Linked DNA regions of Mus musculus: all the other regions are linked to region 1. A link is a contact called in public Hi-C and Micro-C data. All regions are on one chromosome and are shown on one strand. The core of a region is the stretch at or near the end of the contact, and the rest is flanking DNA. Distances in the headings are between cores, read along the strand shown. Region 1 has its middle 44 kb from the start of Gm30986. Region 2 has its middle 22 kb from the start of Gm30986. Region 3 has its middle 40 kb from the start of 5330413P13Rik.

What was found. A called contact is a pair of places that touch in the nucleus more often than the background predicts.
Region 2: a Hi-C map of the C2C12 cell line shows a contact between it and region 1, with 1.9 times the contacts expected there. The contact joins two enhancer-like sites. A contact is called at or near these places in 1 of 15 datasets of contacts at CTCF or cohesin (the NIH/3T3 cell line), 18 of 484 Hi-C or Micro-C datasets (the C2C12 cell line, the G1E-ER4 cell line, the MC3T3-E1 cell line and 12 more), 3 of 115 datasets of contacts at active chromatin or transcription factors (Th2 cells, embryonic fibroblasts and pancreatic cancer cells) and 1 of 9 other capture datasets (embryonic stem cells).
Region 3: a contact with region 1 is called in a Micro-C map of embryonic fibroblasts, with 4 times the contacts expected there. The contact joins two enhancer-like sites. A contact is called at or near these places in 1 of 15 datasets of contacts at CTCF or cohesin (the NIH/3T3 cell line), 14 of 484 Hi-C or Micro-C datasets (the C2C12 cell line, cardiomyocytes, cortical neurons and 8 more) and 4 of 115 datasets of contacts at active chromatin or transcription factors (the NIH/3T3 cell line, embryonic fibroblasts, embryonic stem cells and 1 more).

What each region holds. Positions count from the first base shown.
Region 1 is chr2:131,694,973-131,698,603 of GRCm38.p6, reverse strand. No RefSeq gene overlaps it. Among named protein-coding and RNA genes, the nearest start is that of Gm30986, 44 kb to the left of the region's middle. Within about 2 kb of position 2,088, at least 26 of the 459 cell types and tissues checked have an H3K27ac peak or open chromatin away from gene starts, as enhancers often do. A contact at or near this core is called in the C2C12 cell line, the NIH/3T3 cell line, embryonic fibroblasts and 4 more, where this site is marked.
Region 2 is chr2:131,760,317-131,763,553 of GRCm38.p6, reverse strand. No RefSeq gene overlaps it. Among named protein-coding and RNA genes, the nearest start is that of Gm30986, 22 kb to the right of the region's middle. Within about 2 kb of position 1,878, at least 49 of the 459 cell types and tissues checked have an H3K27ac peak or open chromatin away from gene starts, as enhancers often do. A contact at or near this core is called in the C2C12 cell line, the NIH/3T3 cell line, embryonic fibroblasts and 3 more, where this site is marked.
Region 3 is chr2:131,805,571-131,809,107 of GRCm38.p6, reverse strand. No RefSeq gene overlaps it. Among named protein-coding and RNA genes, the nearest start is that of 5330413P13Rik, 40 kb to the left of the region's middle. Within about 2 kb of position 2,052, at least 34 of the 459 cell types and tissues checked have an H3K27ac peak or open chromatin away from gene starts, as enhancers often do. A contact at or near this core is called in the C2C12 cell line, the NIH/3T3 cell line, embryonic fibroblasts and 2 more, where this site is marked.

The DNA.
Region 1 (3,631 bases), core at 839-3,338:
TCCATATGTTTGAATTCCTATTAATCTAACTCATCCTCATCACATTTATGGGAGAGATTTACTGCCTATGAACACTTTAGCCTCTTGGATAAGACTGTCTGCTATTTCTCCCCTCTGTTCTCTGCTTTCAGCATCTCTTTTCTTCCTTATTTGTCTCTCCTTTCTGTTCTTCTGCTTTATTGCTTCATGATTCATTCTCATTCTCTCTCTCTCCTTTTTAAATTAAAAAAATATCTTCTAATACTTTTCAGTGACATAACACCATATGTATCTCATACGTATGAGCAATGCTTTCAGGTACAAGCTATGCATTATGGGATGGTTACTTCTCTGGTTGCACATTCCTTGACCAACTCTCTCTATCACTCCTGCCACACCACCCACACCAGCCCACAGCAAGGACCATCTGTTCTCTGCTTCTCTAAGATCACCTCCTGGTCCCCCATTATCTGGGATCATGCAGCATTTCTTCCTATGGCAGCGCTTCCCGCAAGAGTCATAGACTTTTTAACAAAAACCCAGGTGCCAGGCACGGGAAAATGTCCTTTGAGTTTTTGATTTAGGGAGTCCAGGACACTCCCCCCCCCTCCACAAAATATAGGCTGTTGCTTTTGCCCTTTGTTGCCTCCCAGAACCTCAAGGTAAGTATTGCTGAAGAGACCACACACTTTGGGTATAATAATTGGAGGAAGAAAGCTGAAATTGACCTGGAAGCCTTCCCCTTAAAACTAACTCTCACAGCACCTGAGGGGCTATGTAAATTGCCAAGGGAAAAAAGTAATGCAAACCTACCCACCGGAAAGACTCCAAACCACAACAGCAAAGCATGATATTCTCAAGGGTACAGTAGTGGCATTTGTATCTTAGGGGTCACCAACAGCTACCTATTGGATTTAAGGCCGACTCTGAGGGAATTGATGCCTGGTGCAGTAAACCTAGCCATCTAAGCATGGCCAGTGAAGTCAGGACCACAGAGGAGACCCTACCACTGCCATAATCTTAAACCAATATAATCCCCGGCTTCATTCTAAATATCTATCCTTACCTCCACAGGTAACTGTGTTTCTAACCTCTTATCAAAGATGTTTCTTTTTTTTACAACAGATAGAGACAATCACAGAAATCCACAACATGTCAAAATGTAAAGAATAAGTAACTGTGGAGATCTTAACCCCCAAATGTTATTATACATTTACAACACAACCTCTACACCCAAGCCTCAGAGGACATGGTGGAGGATTGTAAGAGACAGAGGACCAGGACATCTGCTGTGAGGTAGTGTCTTAAGCTACATTTATAAAATGTTAACAACACGGTCACCTAAAGAAGACCTGTACAATGAAAATGCCAGTTGATGTACCAACACGAATGTGGGAACTCTCACAAGGCCTCACCACTAGAAGAAGAGCTACAAGCAAATAATGGCTACTAAAAGAGAAAGAATCAGATTTCTCAAGGACAAGCTACCTGATACATTATTCAATCCCAATTTGTCATCTCTAAATAAATATGTACTAAATGAATTCAGCAGGATCTATCATCTATTTATCTGTCTATCTGTAACAATAATAATCAAAGAACAGGTCAGAAAGTTGAGAGGGAGTAGGAGGGGATAGGAGAAGAGTTGGAGAGGGGAGAGTGAGTGGAAATGTTATAAATGTATTTCATGTATACAATTCTCAAAAATAACAATAAAATAAATGTTAAAAAATACCATGATTTATGTTTCCATAAAAAGAATATGTAAAATTGTCTATTCCCTTAACTAGGTAAGATAGAATTTTAAATGTTTCTTTAATCTCAATCCTGAAAAGCATGATTCATTGTTAATTTGGTTGTTCTTCATGGTTGTGGTCAGAGAGATGTGGATCGAGAAAGAAAGGGGCACAGGGTCTTATCTCATCTTTGTTTTCTGTCATGAGAGAGAAAGAGAAGCTGTGGTAGGCATCAGGACTTAGGAAGACACGTAGGTCAGGGGCAGAAGAGAGAGGTGACTGATGGGAAGTGGTGAGTCACACCTGGAGGGGGACTTTGCTAACAGAGAAGCAGATAGCTCTGCAGGCATGCAGCTGCTGTTCTGCGGAAGGCTCTGGAGACAGGAGTGGGCCTGAATGCTTCTGACCATGACTCAGGCCAGGAGCATGGGCAATAGTCCCACCACTTGGCATCTCTTTGTCTTGGCAGCATGGATCATAGAAATGATACTCATAACACCACCAACAATTTTCTACTGCTGTAAAATTTTAACACACCGTTTCTAACAAAACAGTATATATTGTTGCAAATTGAAATAAAAATAGCTGTAGCATGTGACAGTCCTCACTATGGAAATTCTTTTATTTGTTTACTTGTTGGCAATTTCACTCACATATATAATGTGTTTTTACCATATGCATTGCCAATTATCCAATAAGTAAAATTTAAATGATCTATGTCTGAAGGAGAGTGGGTAGAAGAAAGATGCTGGGATTTACTCTCTTAATCCACAGACCTTGGCTCTGTGGCTTTATTTTCCATCTGTTCTAAAACTGCTCCTCCAAACCAGCCAGCCCTGTCCTTGCCAACCTTGGAGATGTGTCTTATACACAAGCTCATCTACTCCCAAGACCAGCCACTTGGTGCTAAACCTGTCTCTCTATGTGCTTTTGGTGAGTGAGGACTGTCCTGAAAAAACTGTACTAGACCCTCTCCAGAGCTAACCTCGCACACATTATCAGACTGGAAGTCTAGCTGTCTTGTGTATAAAAAAATTGGCTCTTGGTGTTTCCACTTCTAACCTGCAAAGAGCAGATACCCAGACATGGATAAAGTATCAACACCATGACACCCTGTCTAACCAACAAACCAAACCAGCCTTTTGTACACCAAGCCTGCCTCTAGTCTTTCCTGGGTGAGGCATTCTGGCTCTGTAGGGGAAGCCATCCTCTTCTGCAAACCAAACTACACTTACCTGGGACATGCTGACTAGACTTGGCCTGTGACTAGTCAGGCCTAGGATGAGCTAGGGGTGAGTCCAAGGTAAGTCAGAACAAACGCCCCATCATGTCTACCCCACCTGAAGTTTGTGTGTTAACCTGGTGCTGACCTCTTCTGAGCTCACAGATCTGGATGTCACATTGTCACCAGAAAAGCAGCGTGGAAAAGTGCTCCGAATAAAATTCTCTCACCATCACAGACTTGGGAGGCAGACCAGCAATTAGAGGAAGAAGGTTCCTGTTTTCTCCCATCTCATGGTTCTCACCACACAGGATCTACAGTGACCTCACATCCACCCCCTATGCCTCCCCCATAGGACCTGCTGCTATTGAGTAGTGACCTTGGTTTCCATGTTTCCATGCACAGGAGCTGATTGCTGAGCTGGGAAGAACCTTGCCTCTGATCTACAGCAGCCTAGGATTTTGGCAGTGGAACAGGATCCTAGCACAGAGTCCACTTCCTGTACAGGAATGAGTTGACATGAAGGGCAAGAGCCATTGTGGAGGATGCTCTGTCATCTGCATCTTTCACTTACTAGAGGTGAGAGGCAACAAGTGGAGCCCCTAGGGCATCACAAGGGAGAATTTGTAAACCACTGGCTGAAGCTAGACCCCCAAATCACAGTGCTGAGTGAAATGATTCAGATAAACTGATA
Region 2 (3,237 bases), core at 629-3,128, 65 kb before region 1:
TTTGGCAAGTTATATCTTGGGTATCCTAAGTTTCTGGGCTAATATCCACTTATCAGTGAGTACATATTGTGCGAGTTCCTTTGTGATTGGGTTACTTCACTCAGGATGATACCCTCCAGGTCCATCCATTTGCCTAGGAATTTCATAAATTCATTTTTTTAAATAGCTGAGTAGTATTCCATTGTGTAAATGTACCACATTTTCTGTATCCATTCCTCTGTTGAGGGGCATCTGGGTTCTTTCCAGCTTCTGGCTATTATAAACAAGGCTGCTATGAACATAGTGGAGCATGTGTCCTTCTTACCGGTTGGGACATCTTCTGGATATATGCCCAGGAGAGGTACCTATCCCAAATCGGATAGGGGACTAATATCCAATATATATAAAGAACTCAAGAAGGTGGACTCCAGAAAATCAAATAACCCCATTAAAAAATGGGGCTCAGAGCTGAACAAAGAATTCTCACCTGAGGAATACCAAATGGCAGAGAAGCACCTGAAAAAATGTTCAACATCCTTAATCATCAGGGAAATGCAAATCAAAACAACACTGAGATTCCACTTCACTCCAGTCAGAATGGCTAAGATCAAAAACTCAGGTGACAGCAGATGCTGGCGAGGATGTGGAGAAAGGGGAACACTCCTCCATTGTTGGTGGGATTGCAAGCTTGTACAACCACTCTGGAAATCAGTCTGGCAGTTCCTCAGAAAATTGGACATAGTACTACCGGAGGATCCAGCAATAGTGACATTCTTAATGTTCCTGTTTCCCCATAAAATCACTTAGTATGTCTGAAATTCTGAAATGTATATGTTATCCCTTTTCAGTATTTATGAATGGAGTACCAAATGATAATGTGGAATATGATCAAGATTATTTTTGTTTTGTCTTGAATGTTGACAGTTGATAACAGGAAGACTTTCCGGAGGAGGAAGAATTTTATAATTCAATTAAGAATTTTATAGTCTCTGGACACACATAGGTAGCAATAAACATTTCCATTTCCTTGAAGTTCAGCCCAAGCATTGCTCATCTCAGCCTTGGCCAGGGTTGCTTTTTTGGCTTACATTTTAAACTGCAGAGAGTGGGAGAGGACTCAAGACAGATCAAAGAGGGAGGAGGAAGGAAAGGAACAAGAGGGGGAGGAGGAGGACGAGGAGGGGGAGGAGGAGGAGGAGGAGGAGGAGGAGGAGGAGGAGGAGGCATGTTTATAATGGATTCCTGTGCTGTTTGGCGCAAACTGGCCACAGGTAGATAATAAGTTGACAGAAACAGGCAAAATAGGATTAAATGTCAAGGCAGGAAAATATTTGTCACAGCTTCCTCCTTGTATGCTGGCCACAACAGGGAAGGTGAGGCACAGAATAAAAGGGATTCCAGACTGCTCATGAATCAAAATTAACTTTTGCCTGTCGAGTTTTCAGATAGTGGGTGTCTCTAACTGTGGAGTCCTTGTTTTTGCTATATCTATGATAAGTTCTCATTAGATATTTACAAAAGTGGATGTGTTCTGTGATCTCGTTCTGTGACCACTCTTTAGAGTTGAACATTCTCTTTGCCAGAAAATGAGATTTTTGAGTCCAAGCTACACCCTCTCATCCTCCCGCTGGGTCAATGTGTTCCATGCCTTCAATCATGTGTATGACTGTCCTTTCCCCAGGCATCCCCGATACTCCTGACCCACCACAAACTCCACCTCTAATTGAATTATGCGTCCTCATCCTATTGAAAATCTTGACTAAATGCACAGTGAGTCTTTACTTCTGTGGTAAGAAAGAAGAAAGAATTTTGTTAATGGAACCATTTCTTTCAGCTAGACAGAACAGTTCAATAGAAATGGTTATCTGATGAATCATCTTTGACTCACCATCTATGAGTGGAAAGTTAAGCTGGGCAGTGAATTTTCTAGCCTTTGTTCTCAAGTCTGGGATGTCTCAAAGGAGAGGTTATTGCCTAAGAAATCAAGATTGTAATAGTTAGTGCCTTGATAATAAAAGTGCTTTTCAAGGTGAAGAGATCCAAAATGTATGTGCTTGATTATGTAATATACCAGAATCAGATATCTAAAGGATTCCCAGTAAATTATTTGTTGAATGAAAGTTTCTGAATGAGTAAATTGGAGAGGGAGGGAGGGAGGGAGGGAGGAGGGAGGAAAGGAGATAGGGAGTGGGGGAGGGAGGAAAGAAGGGAGGGAGTCGGGGAGGGAGGGAGGAAGGGAAGGAGAGAGAGTCTGTGTGTCTGTGTATTTATGAAAGAGAATGTGTGTATCTGTGTCTGTATAAGTGTGTGTATATGTGTGTGTATGTGTGTGTGTGTAGACCAGAAGTCAATTCCAACTTTCTTTCTTACTCGATTATGTCCCCCTTATTTTGCTAGACAAAGTCTTTCACATACCTTACTAACTGGCTACTCTGGCTGGACGATGCTCTGTTTTCCCCATCACTTACCTCTTTAGCTACTGAACCTGGCCTTTATAAGGTGCTAAGGATCTGAATGCAGGCCCCAGGTTTATACAACATGAACCATCTCTCCAGCCTCTTAATCCAGAATATTATGCTGGACACTGTTCATGAAAAGAACAGTCTTTGGTCCTTAACTCTACATCACTGTCCGGGTTCCCATTGGACAGGATGGTGTTTCAGTCATCATACCTGTTAACACACTGCTGTCTGGATACATGTGGTTCCTTTAGAAAGATTTTAATTCATTTAAGTGACATTCAGTAAGTAAATAATTGGTAAAATCCAAATACCATTTTGTCTGTAGTGCAGGGCATTCTTTAATATAAAATATTACTTAAAATCAAATATGTGGTAAAGCAAGACAAACTTTCCTCTTCAGCAGGCATCAGTTGAGCCATTCAATTCTAGTCCTTCTTGCTGGGGGTTGATCTGGTGTGTATACAAATACTAAATTCTGAACTCTAAGATCTGGTTGCCCCCAGAAGAGTGTATCTTCACATATACTGACCTTTGTTATGTAAACTTTGCTCCCAAATTTAAAGCTATTGATTGATAAAAGTCTAGAGGCTGTGATTGGGCAGTAGACAGAGAAGGACAGGATCTGAGAATCGAGTGGAGGGGGGAGGAAGAGAGAGAGAGAGAGAGAGAGAGAGAGAGAGAGAGAGAGAGAGAGAGAGAGAGAGAGAGACCATGGGGGCAGGGGAGAAGAAAGGAGATGGAGAGAGGAGAAAGCTGCCATGAGAGGAGGACCAGGAGTATGTGACTGGAAAAGTGG
Region 3 (3,537 bases), core at 803-3,302, 110 kb before region 1:
CGCTTCTGGCTCTTAGACTCTTTTGGTCTCTCTTCTGCAATGATCCTGAGCCATGTCCGGTGTGGGGTGGTGGCTTATGTTCCCTTTAGGGCTGAGCCTTCTGTAGTCTCTTATTCTCGGTAGCCTGGCCAGCTGTGCTCAGTATGTTAATTACCATCTAGTGCAAACAGAGGCTTCTCAGATGAGGGTGGGGCGTGCATTGCTGTGAAGGGGATGTGAGAAGGGGCCCAGGAAATCAGGATGGATTGGGTACTTCTTCCCAAGTTTCCCTTTAAGCCGTCAGTTCTGTTGCTTGCGAGGAAGCATGAGAGGCCCTTTCGTTTCCTGTCGGGGGTCTGGAGTCCATGTCACCTATCCTCCTAGTAAGCAAATGAACGGTGGAGAACAACCATGCTTGTCACCCGTTACTTGTGCTTTTTAGGGGTTGATTTGAAAAGCATAAGTCAATTTTTTCAGAGAGATATGTGTGGCGAGGTTTGCCACAGCAGGTTTTATTTATTTTTTTATTGCTATGCTGAAACCCAGAGCATGCTGGGTAAATGCTATACCACTAAAGCCATATCCCCAGCCCCCACAAGCCCACAGAAGAGTTAATGTCCAGCAGGGAGAGGATATATTTTACTGCAACCTTATTTGACATACACGCAGTCAGAAATGATTTTAAATACAATTTAACAATATAGGAAAATACAATACAACATTAAGAAGAAAAAAAGTTCAAACTGCATGTGCTTTGCTCCAGATTTTTGCAAATAGGTTGCACTTGTAACTAATGAATATGTTATAATCTCAGAAAACACTTATTTTTTTTCCACTTATTTATGATGCTTCCTGTATACACAGAATAAACCCCGAGAGTCTCAGATTTGCATCTGTAAATGAATATATGTTTAAAATATGTTTGTAAATGAAAATAAGAGTGTGGACGGACTCAAATCCAATTGGATTTAAGTGGAAGATGGACAGAAAAGGCAAGAGAGGGGCAGCATAGAAGACTGTCTGCAAATGTTCCAGAACTGCAGCTTGGTTACGATTGCGTCCCTCCCACTGAGAGTGGGGCAGAGGCCTGGGGCACTCTCTGCTCAGCTCTGGCTCTGCGCTTTCTCAGAGGGGCTGAGGGGCAGCGGGAAGAATGGAACCTCTGTGCCCGAGAGTCGTCCTAGTATTGTTTGGACCTTGGCTTCACGCTGCAATCTGGGGATGATGATGATGACGATGACGATGATTTATTTTATGTGTGTGATTGCTCTGCTGCCTGTACACCTGCATGCCAGAAGAGGGCATCAGATCCCTTGTGAGTCACAATGTGGTTGCTGGAAATTGAACTCAGGACCTCTGGAAGGGCAGCCAGTGCTCTTAACTGTTGAGCCACCTCTCCAGCCCGGCAATCGGGTGAATCCTATGCAGACTGCTCGGTAATCTCATATCTAAAGAATAAAGTACTCGGAATGACAGAGGAAAGTGAGCCCATCCAATCCCACTTACCAAAGTGCTTTACAAAAGCCAAATCGGGCGAAGGAGAGATAGCCTTGCGTCTCTTTGAAGGGGCCATGTAGCCAAATCCAGCAGCCAGGTAACGACACGGCTGAAAAATAAATTCCGAATGTCAATGGCAGCTGCCATGTCAGCTGGAAAGCAGTGTGTCAACACCTGCACTGTTTTTCCATCCGAGTTTATTGACCCTCAGCTCTGCCGTGGGCCCTAGGTCAAGCTCCTGCAACTGCTGAGAGCCAGACCCCAGCTTTCTATTCCAGCCCTCCAGGGCACTGGGATACCGGGCTTTGGTTTGTTTGTGTCCAGGAGAAATTGAAGCCAGCATGCCCGTGAGAGAAAAGCAGTTAAGACAAGCCGGGCTTGCTGGGCCTGACCAGAGTGGGAGATGCTCAGAGCAGCAAAGAAGGATGGACGGCTTTAAACACACAGATGCGGATGTACACACGTGTCAGAAATTCCAGTTCTTTATCACCACTCCAGGTCCAAGGTCAGTTACTCCCTCAGGCACTTGCAGATATTTCTCCTCTCCGCATTGACTTAATCCATTCTCTGTGGCTGTAACAGAATACCACAGCCTTGCATGAGTCAGCATCTGGTAAGGGATTCGTTTCTGTATCATAACATAGCTGAGAGTGTCATGTGGCAACTCAGGTCACCTGTACTGACTCCGACCTCCTTTTTACCAAACCACTGACCCTACCCCAGAGGTCATTTCAGGACCTTGTCTAACCCTGATTCCCTCCCAGAGACCTCACCTCTGTGTACCACAGGCACATGCACTTGGTGTTACGTTTACAGCCCATGAGCTTTTGGGGGAATGTATGAACCAAAGCAAGGACCAGGGAGCCATCGTGTTGCAGGAGTGGGACCAGCCGCTGATCTCATGGTCTCCACTCTGTCTTTCATTTCCACCAATCAGAGGCTGCTTTTCTCACATATCCGACTTGAGTCTGTGCTTTGCTAAGCCTGTGAGGTTTACTTAGAACATTGCCTGTCACCTTCAGTGACTCCAGAGCGAACCATCCTTTCAAAGGAACCGCAGTGATCCGTGGGCTTCTCTCCCTGGAGATTGAGCAGGTTGTATGGCTAGCAGGACTCTTGAGATCGGTTACACCTACATTGGGTGTAACCGATTATACTTCATTGCAGAAAGATCTTTGTTCCATGCAATGCCTTGAATTCTGTGCAATCTGAAACGTATCTTGTTATCTTGGCTCTTCTTTATTGGCCTGATAAATCTCAGTTCTCCTTTTTTTAAAAAGCATTTATTTTTTTTTTTTTATTTTTTATTTATTTATTTTTTTTTGCTTGTTTGTTTGTTTGTTTGGTTTTTGGTTTTTCGAGACAGGGTTTCTCTGTATGGTCTTGGCTGTCCTGGAACTCACTTTGTAGACCAGGCTGGCCTCGAACTCAGAAATCCGCCTGTCTCTGCCTCCCAAGTGCTGGGATTAAAGGCGTGCGCCACCACGCCCGGTAAAAGCATTTATTTTTAACCGGCCGATACCATTTTGTTTGGCGTTTGTTTCTTGGAAGCACCATATAATTTAAGTTTCTATTTTAACCTGTAATTTGAGTCCTTCTTTAAAGATGTTTTTCCTCCTGCTTTTGTTGTTGTGTATATGCAGGTTCTCTGCTGACGGCACAGACAAGAGAAGGCCTGAAGTTACTCCGTCTTCTCTCCTCAGAGGTAAGTATGGGTTTCTGGACAGGGCTCTGCAGTGTTCCTGGCTTTGTTAACTCGATGGTTTCCAGCAAACCCCTCTTCTTCCTGAATCACAGACTCAGTTCTCACTGCTCTCCCTGGAGGGCTCACACAAGTCTCCTTTCACCTCCCAGGTTTGCAAAGGTTTGGAAGGGCATCTTGGAGTCCCCCCCACCCCAGGTTCCGGTGGAACTGCTCTGTTCACTCTTTCTCAGGGGTCACCTTTTCCACTGAGTGGGAGAGAGTGTTGGGGCCACAGCAGAGTGGGCACATAGAGGGCAGAGCAGGGAGGCAACCATGAAGGGCTTAGAACATCACTCAAGTGCCCATCGCTTATCAGC